Regions from separate parts of the Mus musculus genome. Here region 2 is linked to region 1. A link is a contact called in public Hi-C data. All regions are on one chromosome and are shown on one strand. Each heading gives the region's core, a stretch centred on a gene start, on an enhancer-like site or on the middle of the called end of the contact. The rest is flanking DNA. Distances are from core to core; before and after follow the strand shown.

Region 1 (6,819 bases), core at 2,423-4,922:
TGTGAAAATGGGTAAAACAAAACAAAACAATGAGAGAGATCGGCCCTGGCAGTGGCCGGAAAGCCCAGCATTTAGGAGGTAGAGAGAGGCAGGAGGACCAGAAGTTCAGGCCTGTCTCAGTTACACAGCAAGTTTGAGGCCAGTCTGGGCTGCATAAGTCCCTGTCTCAATAAATAAAAACAAAACAAACAAAACAGCGAATGGCGGGGACATTGTCACCAGCCCTCAAGACCTGGCAGGTATATCTGCTAGCTCCTCACTTCAGGGCAGCCTTCCCCAAGCCACTGGGGAGCAGATAGGGAACTGCTCCAGATTTCCACCACCACCTCTGTGGTAAGTGTGCTTGCCAGCTTTCCATTACACTAACAGAATGGCCGAGTCATTACCTTATGGGGCAGGGTGGAGGTTGGAGGGAGGGGTGGGGCTGTTTTGGCTCATGGTCTCAGTCTATGGCCAGTCAGTCTATTGCGTTTTGGTTGGTATGACCATGTCGCTAGGGACACTCATGGAAACAAAGCTGCTTGCTTCATGACTTCCAGGAAGCGAAAACAACAAAAACAAAAGAAAAATAAAAAGACAAAGAAAAAAAAGGAAGAGAACCACCATCTCTTTGAAAGCGTGACCCCAATGACCTAACACCCTTCCAATAGGCCACAGTTCTTAAAGTGTCCTTGTCAGTGATAATATACACCCGGACACCACCAAGCCTTTAACACTCATGCAAAACTGAGCAGTGCGACCTAACAGTCTGGGGCAGAAGACAGACTTGGAGCAGAGATAATAGCGTGAGGTTAACCTGGCCAGGCTGTGCTCCAGTGGATCTGATGTGAGAAACATATGTGACTCATAAAATATTGTATGCTTATTTATTTATTTTTATTTTATGTGTGCATGCAGGGGGTAGGGTGTACCATAGCATACGTGTGGAAATAAGAGGGCAACTGGCAGGAGTTGATTCTTTCCCATTCTGTGGGTTTCTGGAATTGAACTCAGGTCACTGGGCTTAGCAGCAAGTTCCTTTACCCAGTGCCCTCTCTCTCAGCCCCAAAGTGACCTGGTTATTGCACTCCCCAGGCCTGATCATTTATTTGTTACTCTTAAAGACTTACTTTTGACTGGAGTCAGAAGTATAAGTTTTCAGCGAGTACAGCCTACGTCTCCTGGCAATCTGTTCCTGGTTTTTTCTTTGGCTTTCCTTCATATACTTGGCCAAAGATTTAGCATCTTCTGTAGCCTCCTCCTCATTTTTCATACTGTGTCATTTCTTCAGGGCAATACCTCTGCATTTGTGTTGCAGGACACATGGAGTGACACCAGGGTGAATCTTGGATGCTTCCGTCCTGGGGTTTATCTTCTGTGTTTACGGGCCTTCTGACAACATACTGGTGGGCACCATCTTCTTCAGACATCGAAAGACTTTCAGATTCTGCTAGCTCTTCTCAGCACCAATTGCCAAGGCACAATACTATCTGTCAGTCCAGGAATAGCCACCCCCACCGCTTTTTATAGAATAACCAAGCTGAGAACACTCAGATTGGCACCCACAATGCATCCTCAGACAGACTCTCTCTCCAGCATTCCTCGGGCTAGAACAAGAACGTCCCTGACTCAGCAGCAGGCGCCCTTTGCCGTCAAGCACCTTGCTCGATGGGAAAACCTTGTGTATAGTTCCTACCACTGATCTGGACCACATGACCATTCTATCTTCACCCAGAGCTTCAGCGGCTATTTCTGTGGCCAGGGCTTCTCACAGAAAGCGCACAGCTTACACTCATTGTCCACTTTAAAGAGTTTCTGAAGTAGGTGGCAAGGAAAGAGATATTCAGCTTCATTTTGACACTGCCGACCTCCTAGTGAAAGAGACTGTCATTTCATCATAACAAGCACTGATTGTGTCTGGTTTGTTTGTATCAACTTGATTGACACACTTGGGACACAAGGAACACCCTATCTAAGTTGTTTATTCAGATCTTTGAGGATGACATGAGCAAGCGGTTTGTATTTCTGCTTTTAATCCATGTCTTTCAAGCATGTCACATGACAGTATTAATGAATGAGAGTGTGATTTAATGTCTTCTAAGCAAATCTATTAGTAAATCATTTATTAAATCAAACCTGTAGCTTTGAGTTTCTTCTACATTAATTGAAGAGTGGTAGATAGTATTGCCTTGCAGTCAGGCTACCTTTGGATCAGCCAATGAGAAGAGAGATGGAAGAATATCTAGAAAAAGAAGTTACTTTAGTTTTGAAAATCAAATTATTGTGGTTTCAGGACTTGTCGCTTTAATCCAAATGGAGGAGCTTTACAAAAATGATGTGGTTATGGTTAATAAGGTGTTTTATTAGCTGCTGGCAAACACCTATACCCAAGCTACGCAACTTAGCTTAATGGAGGAAATGTTTATTTTGGCTTATGATTTTAGAATTTCAGTCCATTGTAATAGGAAGGCATGGTTGCCATGGGAGCATAAAGAGGAAGCAGTTCATATTCCTGAGGACCAGGAAGCGGAGAGAGTGGTGAACCCAGGGTCTAGACTCTAACTTTCATGGGCTAGGCTCTAGTGGCTTAGCTCTTCCAGCTAGGCCACATCTCCTGAAGATTCCATAATCTCACAAAGCAGAGCCACTATGTGGGGACCAGATGTTCAAATCAGGAACCAGTGGTGCACAGTCTAATTCACAGTTACCGGTATCAACCAAGTATGATACGTTTCATCTTAGTGCACGTTGGCTTTCTAATCCCAGCCTTTAAATGACGTCTAATGAGCAGGTGGATCCTTATCCAATAATAGGGTATTGTACTGCTTAGAAAACAGGAATTGGAGACAAAGAGACAGGCACAGAGGGATGAAGAGATGCAGAGAGAAGGCAGATCCTGTGAAGGCAGAGGACTGGAGCAATACATTCACGACCAAGAGAAGGTTGCTTAGATGTCTTGAGGCTACAGAGAGGGAAGGAAGGGCTCCTCTATGGGCATTGGAAGGAATATGGCCCAGTGAGTGCTTCAGACAGTTTCCTTCCAGAACTGAAAGATTATATACTTTGGTGGGTTTTAAATTTTTATTTATTTTAAATTACGTGTGTGGGCGTGTAGATGCTCTCAGAGGCTAGAGGTGCCAACTACCCTGGAGCTAGAGTCAGGTGGTTGTGAGCCACCTGTCACGGATGAGTTTAGGTTCTCCGGAAGAGCAATACATGCTCTTAACCACAAAGCCAACCCTACAACCCCTGCCTTTGTTTTTAAAGCGATTCTATCTGTGGCCCTTAAAGCAGCCCTCGGAAGTCTGCGCGTGTGCTAGAGCGTCAAGGACAGGTAGCAGGCCTGGAACTTGGCCTGAGGTAGGTGAGCTATTAAGGCAAAGCCCGCAACAAAATAGCTAGAAACAATCTAACAAGGCAAGCAAGGGCTGCCTCAGAAGAGGCCTGAAGTCGTTTTCTCCTTGTAGTTTCGGGTGGCTTCCACCAGGGGGCAGAGCGGGACTTCTGTGCACAAAATAGGAAAAGAATCTCAAGACAAACTGTCGGCAGGTTAATTCCCCAAGCTAAAACCACCCTTCAAATACCACTCCATCCCCACCCCACCTTATACTACCTCCAATACTCTCAAACACCACTACCACCTGAAACCATCCCCCAAACATCTCCACCTCCACTCCACCTTCATAGCATCCCACTCACACCCGGCAAACGTCACCGCCACCACCTCTCCTCCCGCTAGGGGGAGAAGAGAGGCAAGAGACTTCCCGATTGCTTAAGGAAAAGAGAACTAGGCCCTCAGAGCTAAGGCAGTCTGATCTCCAGTTCCCCGCACTCTGTCGTGGATAATATCGGAGACAGGCCACCTGCCTTTCCTTCAATCAGACCTTGAATCCATTCTCAAGTATTCTGATGGAGAACAATTAACGTTTGCATCATAGGAGTACAGAGATGACTGCCCAGAAACCCATGTTTTCCTGCAACTGCTTCAACAGCAGACAGGCTAGTGCCCCACCCCCTTGACCATAGTGGACCTCAGGGTTTTGACAGGAGGGGCCGGAAACATAGACTGGAAGGAGCATGTGAGCCCCTTCAACTGCTGCCTTTGTGCAGATTCACAGTCGTTCAGTCCCTTTGGATTTTTTACTGTACCCTAGAACCCACACCATAGTCATTCTTCTAACACCTGCTCTTTAGGCTAGTTAGAGTAAGTTTTTATGATTTGCAAAAACCACAGAATTTAAAAAAACCCAGAACTAGTATGAATTATGATGTCTGTGGATAGAGATCTACTAAATGCATTACTTCAAGTCATATAGGCAAATTTCAAAAAAGGAAAAATAACAAAGTGTGTGGGCATGGTGGTGCACACCTGTCATCCTGGCATTCGGGCAGCTGAGGTAGGGAAATCGGGAGCTTAAGTCCAGCCTGGGCTATGCAGAAAGACTCTGTCTTAAAAATAAAGCAAAACATAAAAGTCAAACAAACAAACCCAAAGCACACAACCGCCACCCCCCTCCCACCACCACTGGGACTATTAGAAGTCAGAAAAAGGCTAACTGTGTGCAGATTCTCAGCAAACATTTCCTGGCTGGCTACCATCATTAGTAATAATACCCAGTAAAATTGATGTAGGGATAAGGGAGAGGTCGGTAGTGAGGCCTCTGCCTCTCTACATGGCAATGGAGACAAAGTGCTTTCAAATGGCTAAGGGCAGGCAGTGAGGTGCAGTCCTACTGTGTGGAGTTACACTCTGACGGCCAGTTAAAGCCAAGAATGTTTTCTTCAGAGCGTCAGGGTGCTCACTTCAGAGACCTGTTTGCAAAGGTCCAGGCAGCACAGCAAGTGGGCCTGAAGTTCAGATGGGCCAGTTGCTGGGCAGGATGCGCACCTGACTAGTGGGAGGTGCTGTTTTCTGATGTACAAGTAGTTGCTCACAGCCTACCTGAGCATCCGCTGTCCGTCTGGTAGGAGAAAATAGTTCCTCATTATGGTTTTAATTTACATTGCCTTAATTGTGTGTGGGATGGAGCTTTCTCTTGTGTCTATAAGCTGTATTTCCTTTCCTGAGAGTCGCCTTCCCAGTATCCTTTGCATCACAGCTCCTTAAACTGCCCATCATGTGGGGGGCCTCCAGGATAATTTGGCAACAGTGAATGGTTTTTGAATGTGCATTGACCAAAAGGCAGTCCAAAGTTATACACGTAAGGAATGGATGTGCCTCTGGCAGCACCATCTTGAGACTTTGAGACTTTGCTGCAGCCTTGAGTCTGAGCACACCCCACACCACTTTGCACTGCCTGTGTCCTCAGGCCACCCAGAGCCAGTGAATGAGAAGGGTGCAATTGACTATCTGCAGAAATTTTTGCTGTAAATACCCATTTTCTGCTCTTAGAAAAACACAGTGAGTCAATTACACAAAACAAAGAGGTATTTTCCTACTGTCATTTCCCCAGCAAGGGACAAATCTGCATACATTTGGATTGCTTTGTGCTAAAACACTTGCTTTTTATGAGTTGTTTTGAGTTGATGACCCGAGTTTGATAAAAAATGAAACAAAACAAGAAACAACAATAAAATTAAACAGTCATAGGAATCATGCTATTAACTATTTACCTAAAACATCTTACATGTAGGTCTGTGTGTAAATATACATACATATGTAATTTAAGTGAAATTCTCTCACAGGGGCTGCCACTGCTCCCTTCAAGAGCCAAAGATTACCTAACAAAAACTCCAACACCAGGTAAGAGAAACTCTCCTTTGAGTTGTTGGTGACAGATGTCCAAGAGATTCAGAAAACATACAGGCTATTGTTAGTTCTCTTGGTTGCCCCCTCAGAAGTAGAGGGTAAGTCTTCATTGCTGAAGACACTATGCATGTCAGAAACAGGGCCCAGAGACCCCCTGAGCTGGAACTGACCTGAGTGGCTCCTGTTTCCTGAGGACTAGCATTCATAGCATCGTTTGGCTACAGAAGGGGCCACGTGAGCCTCCAAAGGAGGGAAGCAATACCAATATGTATGATGCCCATGAACCATAACAATGAGCACAGCACGATAGCCCTAAGGGTGCAGTAGTGGCATCGTGCCTTGATGGTAACCAACAGCTCTCTAACTGTACTTAAGACTCCCTTGGTCAAGGATAATGGCACACGCCTTTAATCCCAGAACTGGGGAGACAGAGACTGGTGGATCTCGGTGTTCAAGGCCAGCTTGGTCTACAGAATGAGTTCCAAGATAGCCACAGCTATACAGAGAGACCTTGTCTCGAAGAGCAAAACAAAACAAAACAAAACACTCCTCTAAGAAGAGGGAAACCATGCTTGGTATAGAAAACTTAGCAAACTGCTCAGGACTAGTGAAGTCGTGGATTTTGGGGGAAAGCCCATGACCACCACTTTACTAAACCAATGTAATCCCTAACTATAACTCTAAATATTGGCACTTCCAGCTACAAATAAGTATAGTCCTTACCTCCATCAGGAAAACTACTCTTGCAGCAGATGGACACCACTACAGAAAACCACAACCAATCAATATGCAGAGTTGTGGAGCCCAGTCACAACAGGTAAATTTGCAAAACACGGAAGAGAACATTGCGGAAGAGGGGGCAGAAGGATTGGGAGAGACAGATGACCAGTGGCTGTGAGACTGTCTCCTAGCAATGCCAGAAGTGGCACCCATAAAACTCTCACCAACATGGCTGCCTAAGGATGAGCTGAACAGCAACAACAGACATGCCAGTGTGGATGGGCCATGACCTCCGGCCTCATCCCACACCAGGGACCGCAGGCAACGAAGCAATGCTGACACCAGAGATACAGTATTCTTCAGGGAGGAGC
Region 2 (6,542 bases), core at 2,609-5,108, 150 kb before region 1:
CTTAGTTTGCAGCTAAGCCTCTTCCACAGAAAATGAGTCTGCTGCTGGGCTTTTAATCCCAGACACTTGGGAGGGGAGGCAGGAGAAACAAGTTGAAAGCCAAGCTGAGCAATTTACTGATAACCTGTCTCAAAGTAAAGAGGGGCAGGGAGAGCAACTTGCTTAGCATGTATGAAACCCTGGGTTCAACACTGAAGGAGGAGGAAAAGGACAGCAATATGGATCAGAGGGTAAAGGTGCTTGCCAAAACCAGGCTCCCTCGAGTTATCCTCTGACCTGCACACACATGCTCACACTAAACAAATACGTGTGCGAGAGAGAAAGAGCTGGGTTTGCTTCTTGGCACTCATGACCCTGAGTGTGTCTATGAAAAATGATCTAAGAGCTGCTGTGGTGTCAAATGTTGTAACCCTAACACTTGGGAGCCTGAGGTAGGACTTTCCAGAGTCCAGGCAAGCCTATGTATAGCAAGGACATACGTAAGACTAAACCTATGTACACGTCCTTATCAAGATATACTTACCTTGCAGCAGACTCATTTAATCAGCAAACTAGAGAGATTAGCTGAAGAGATAGAGTATAGATGATTTCCGAATAAGTAGGCGGGGCACTTTTTTGTGTCTAAATCCACTGATCCTTTTATACTATGTATCAGAGGCCTTCAATAGGGACACAACACCAATCCTACTCATTACAATGACCTAAAGAAGTCACAGATAAGATGAAGCAGACAAGAGGCTCAGTGGTTAAGAGCACTGACTGCTCTTCTGAAGGTCCTGCGTTCAAATCCCAGCAACCACATGGTGGCTCACAACCATCTGTAATGAGATCTGACGCCCTCTTCTGGTGCATCTGAAGACAGCTACAGTGTACTTAGATATAATAATAAATAAATCTTTAAAAAAAAGATGAAGCAGACAGGAATAAGAGAAAGGGAGAAATATGTTAATGGTGAGAATGACAGAAAAGTCTGAGGTAGGAGGATCTAACATATCCCATGTGCATATCAAGGAGTTGAAAAGAGATTAGAAACTATTAAGGAATTGGGGTTGAGGGCTTGTCCAGCATGAGTGAGACCCCAGGTTCAATTTCCAGACTGTAAAGAAAAGAAGATCCAAGCAGATTTGGAAAGACATGGTGGTTCAGGGCTGCAGTCCTAGTACTTGGGAGGGTGAGGCAGAGTAACATATTCTCACCAACCTGAGTTCCAAGGCTAGACTGAGATAAAGTGAGACTGTCTCAAAGACAACAGTCACAGAAAACACAGGGCTGGTATGAAGTGGAATTAACATGGAAGAGAAGAAACAGTGCCGAGAACAGGCCGTGAGAAAAGTGGTTGGGAGTGTCTTATAGGTATGCAGTTACTAATGTAGGCCACTAGGTGTCAGTAGCTCACCAGGCATCACTGGTAGGTTCCTACAGGGCCAGGTGTATGCCCAAAGATTGACTATGGTAGTATAAGCACTTTACCTTTTACAATGAAACTGACACAGGATGGTTAGGTATCCTGCCCCAAGTTCCCCTGCATTCCCTCTTGGAGTAGCGAAACCACCTTCTCCTGCCAGAGGTTAGAAAAGCACCTTCCGGTGCTGGTGAGATGGCTCAGAGGTTAAGAGCACTGACTGCTCTTCCAAAGGTCCTGAGTTCAAATCCCAGCAACCAAATGATGGCTTACAACCATCCGTAACAAAAATCTGATGCCCTCTTCTGGAGTGTCTGAAGACAGCTACAGTGTACACACATATAATAAATAAATAAATCTTAAAAAAAAAAAAAAGAAAAGCACCTTCCCTGTGGTCAAAACAGGTTGTCTCAGCAGCGTTCTTCCCCAGACTCACATGTGACATAAATCGTCTCTAAGCACCAAAGATGGCACTATGTGCAGTGACTGTAAGCTGGCCTGATCCTGATGAGTTACCATCAGAGTCTATCTTGCTCCCCTTTGTCTTCTGTTTATGAAAAAAGCTTTAAAGGCCATGTCTGTCACCTGCTCACTGCAAACCTCTGGAAATGAAGCACCTCAAACACAGCTGTTTGACATAAACCCTCGCCTCTTCAAAACTCTCCCTTGTTCTACTCTCCATATTCTGGAAACTTCCAAGCCAACTGATTTCACTCATCTAAGCTGGGTGAGTCAGAGAAAACCCTTTAACAAAGCTTGCTTACCATCTGCTTTCTGGCTGTGCAGAGGACATCCACAGTCCAATAACAAATCTAAAATGTTTTGCAAACAACTGTGTCTCCACATCTGTGAATGACCGTAACCAAAACCATTCTGTAAGCATAAAGCAGTTCCTCTACTATCTGTATAAAGCAGACAGAGAGCACACCACCTGTTCAAAGCATGGTCCCAGGACCCCATCTAGAAAGCCCACAAAAATACTTTATGCACAACTTAAGTTTGAGAAGTAACATTTTAGCTTAATCTGAAATTGGTCTCTAGATCCTAAGGCACAGCAGCTTTACTGCCCTTTTTTTTTTTTTAAAGATTTATTTATTACATGTAAGTACACTGTAGCTGTCTTCAGACACACCAGAAGAGGGCGAAATATCTCGTTACAGATGGTTGTGAGCCACCATGTGGTTGCTGGGATTTGAACTCTGGACCTTCGGAAGAGCAGTCGGGTGCTCTTACCCACTGAGCCATCTCACCAGCCCCCTTTACTGCCCTTTTAACACTTTTATAATGACAACCTTTTGGTCTAGCCAATGGGACAATGGCCTGCCTATCTATTACACTGTCGGTGAATCTCAACACAGGATGTAGAACCTTAGCTCTTCTTGTAGCGTGCAGGTGTGACTGAAACCACTACTTCAGGAAGGTCACTGAGTATGAGAATCGGTTCTTCAACTTGGCCCAAAGTCTACTACAGTACTTCCTAACCTTGCATGCACACTGGAACTTAAAACGCCATGCCAGGGCTTGATACCAGCGGAAAGAGTCAGAAGGGGAGCGGGAAGAGGGCTAGTTAGGGTTGAAAGTGACATCCTCACAGAGTTTAAGCCCCACACTGGTTTCATCAAATATGCAAACTACACAGGACTTGTTTCCTATCCTTACTTCCAGAAAGTTCACAGACAAAAGGTGCCACAGGGGGGAAATTACAATAGAACTCTGGGAACCTAGAGAATACTCTGCAGAGGACTATTATGGGCAAGTGGCTTTCCTCTTGTGTACGTCCTTGGAAGTGACCACGGTAATTGCCAATCGCAGTAGGTGCTCTACTCGAACTCTCACCTAAACTTCATTGCCACTCCGCAAGGATGAGAGCTGGTGTCCAATTTTGTTCTTCAGTCAAGACTGGGTCAAAAGCCGGGCATGGTGGCGCACGCCTTTAATCCCAGCACTCGAGAGGCAGAGGCAGGAGGATTTCTGAGTTCAAGGCCAGCCTGGTCTACAAAGTGAGTTCCAGGATAGCCAGGGCTATACAGAGTCTCGAAAAACCAAAAAAAAAAAAAAAAAAAAAAAAAAAAGACTGGGTCAAAGTCCTGTGCTCTAATCATAAGACACTTAGCTTCGCGACAGGGGTCAACCAAAACCCGTCAGGCAGTGGGGCTAGCCGTGTACCCCATCACCCCTGCAGGTTCTGTGCAGCCCCTCCCCCAACCCGGACGGCCCGGGGCCCTGACCCCTGACTAGCCCCGGCAAAGTCACCGCAAGTCACCTGCGCGAGCGCCAAGGCGGACTGCAGAGCCCCGGGTCTCCTCCGGATTCCCTCAGGGCATAGGGTGGTGCTGAGCGGCCGCGCCAAGGCCAACGTGGGAAGCCGGGGCAGCGGCGCGAAGGCCGCGGGCAGGCGGCGGACACAGGCGCAGAGGACACGAGACGCCATGGCTACGCCAACCCAGGATGCACTGCGCCGCAGCCTCCCGCCGCGGCCGCAGCTAGCGCCGTACGCCGGCGACGTACAGAGCGGCGCTTGAGGGCTGCGCGGGCGCGGGCGGACCCTAGCGGCTCCCAGCCGCGCTGCACCCACCTCCTTTAGAAGGACAAGGGCTGCTGTGGTTGCAACTGCACAAATGCCATCTAACCCTAAACACTGTCACTGACCCAAAAGAGAAACCGACTTGATTCTTCTCCCAAAGTTCTGAAATATATTGTTGGCTGTCAGTAGAGAGGAAGCGCCTAGCCTCGCCGAGACTTGAAGTAGCGAGGTACCCAGGGGGGTCCCCACCATCTCAGAGACGGAGAAGGGGATGGGGATGGGGGAAGGATTGTGGGAGGGGCTGACCGGGAGCGGGGAGGTAAAGTGAATAATTAAAAAATAAATAAATAAAGAGAAGTTTTAGGCAATCAACAATATGGGTTGGCCCACAATCAGCGAAAGGGGCACTCTCAAGCCTCAAATTAATTCATTAAATAAGGTTTTTCCTCCTAAATAAAAAGGATAGAGAATTTGAGAGGGGAATATGCTAGATTGTGAATTTTATAATGTCTAGCCTATGGGAGAAAGAGGCAGGAATTTCAGGGCAAAATCAACTCGACAGTAATTTTTTGCCTTTTCTTTGTGTCCCTTTCTGCAGAATGGTATATTAAAACTGCATCATTTTCAGAAAAAAAAAAAAAGTTGGGTGGGGATCATGGCATAGTGGCAAACAACATTAATACCATCACTCTGCAGCCAGGAGGATCTCTGAGAGTTGAAGAACACCCTGGTCTACACTGCAAGTTCCAAGCCAGCCAGGGCTACATAGTGAAACCCTATCTCTGAAAAATAAAATATGTCACGTTTCTCCCATAGCGCTAAGATTTTGTTATTGTTGTTTCAGTGAAAACTCAGTACACATTATAAGTGTGAGTTTTAAGACTAGTAGCCAAGTAGGTGTGACTGTCACGTCCTCATTCCCAACTCCAGAGGCTGAGGCAGGAGGATCATCTTATGGTGGTAGCCTAGACTACATAGCAAGGCCCTGTCTCAAAATAGATAAATAAACAAATAACCCCCCCCTCCACAAACCTCCCAAACTCCGTGTGCTTACAGTAACCTGGAGACCAGGAAATGGTGAAGTACAACAGTACATATTTTAAATTTTGATAATGCATGGATGTAGGGAATTTGCCTAGCATGACCGTTCTAGGTTCAGTCTGCAGTACAGCCAAAAGCGAAACTGGACAATGTGTGTATATTACAGATTAGGCAGGTTACTTACAGCTTTGCAGGTAGAATTCATTTTGACACTTCAGGATCTGAGACGGTGAACAAAAATGGACAAGTGAAGCCCACACACCAACTAGACACTAAGCAGGCAGACACCAAAGTCAAACTCCTGCACTAACGCACCTTCAAAGTGCCCTTTCCTTTGTTTTCAGCTAAGACTTTCTGGTGTAAGTTGAACATGCCTAGAAGCGGCCCTGTTCATCCCTCTCAATATCAGAAACGTGTACCCCATAACCTAAAAAATGTGCCTAGTACCTTCATCAATGATTTAAACTGAGCATGCTCAGAAGTCAGTGTGGGGATAAAAGTGTGATTACAAATGGGCCAACCTCCGTGTGGATATATGTGGAGGGGCTCACTGATAACGTTCCTCAGTGGCTTTGTTTAATGAGTTTCTTCCTTTGAGAAGAACCCCTTGGCTTGCCTGACTGATGCGGGCACTGCATTTTACTATGTCTCAGCTGTGCTACTGGGTAAAGCAGTGTTTCCTGAGGATCAGTCACTTGGACTAACATCCCCCTCAGACTTGACTTGACTACTTTCCAAAGAGGCCCTCTTCTAGCAACAAGTATAATAACTTTTGGAATTCACTCAGCACACAGTTAATGTAGCCTGACTTCTGGAGATCTGTGACACTAGTCTCTTGTTTAAAGATTATCAGCATAGCCAGGCGTGGTGGCACACGCCTTTAATCCCAGCAGTCAGGAAGCAGAGGCAGGCAGATTTCGGAGTTCGAGACCAGCCTGGTCTACAAAGTGAGTTCCAGGACAGCCAAGGCTACACAGAGAAACCCTGTCTCAAAAAGCAAACAAAAAAAAAAAAAAAGAGAGAGAGAGAGAGAGAGATCATGAGCATTAAAAAAATTGGGAGTATTCAAGGAAAAACAATTGGGAGGAGGGGTCATAGTATTGTGAAGACTTCAGCCTACAATAACTGCCATCTCAACCAAAGATCCTGACCTTTCCTGTGAGGAGTGGGAATGGTTTATGGGGCCCTGTGATGCTATGGCCGGGAACCTTAGCTAAGGCATGGCCACTGCATGGCCTGTGTGTTTCCTTCCACCCAACTCCTAGATTTTGTTAAAGTTATTTAGTATTTGAAATCCAGATGATTTAATAACCACTTCCAACTTAAAGTTTCTCTTTGTATAGCAACAGACATGTGTGTTGGTTTTTTGGTTTTCTTTTGATTCTTTCTTTCTTTTCTTTCTTTTTTTTTTCCCCCCGGAGACAGGGTTTCTCTGTGTAGCCCTGGCTGTCCTGGAACTCACTCTGTAGACCCGGCTGGCTTTGAACTCAGAGATCTGCCTGCCTCTGCCTCCCAAGTGCTGGGATTAAAGGCACACACCACCACTGCCCCACTATTTTTTGTTTGCTTGTTTTT

What was found. Hi-C and Micro-C count contacts between places; a contact is called where the count stands out from the background.
Region 2: a contact with region 1 is called in a Hi-C map of Th1 cells, with 5 times the contacts expected there. The contact joins the promoter of Ndufab1 here to the enhancer-like site in region 1. A contact is called at or near these places in 4 of 39 promoter capture datasets (the C10 cell line, hippocampal neurons, liver and 1 more), 1 of 15 datasets of contacts at CTCF or cohesin (the G1E-ER4 cell line), 23 of 484 Hi-C or Micro-C datasets (CD4 T cells, CD8 T cells, the G1E-ER4 cell line and 16 more) and 2 of 9 other capture datasets (liver and pancreatic islet).

The regions. Positions count from the first base shown.
Region 1 is chr7:122,248,194-122,255,012 of GRCm38.p6, forward strand. No RefSeq gene overlaps it. Among named protein-coding and RNA genes, the nearest start is that of Gm29903, 7.4 kb to the left of the region's middle. Within about 2 kb of position 3,673, at least 73 of the 459 cell types and tissues checked have an H3K27ac peak or open chromatin away from gene starts, as enhancers often do. A contact at or near this core is called in CD8 T cells, Kupffer cells, Th1 cells and 6 more, where this site is marked.
Region 2 is chr7:122,097,990-122,104,531 of GRCm38.p6, forward strand. It overlaps Ndufab1 (NADH:ubiquinone oxidoreductase subunit AB1), which reads right to left and starts at 3,859. Exons shown (of 5, transcript NM_001360744.1): 1 at 3,666-3,859. The coding sequence starts at 3,833.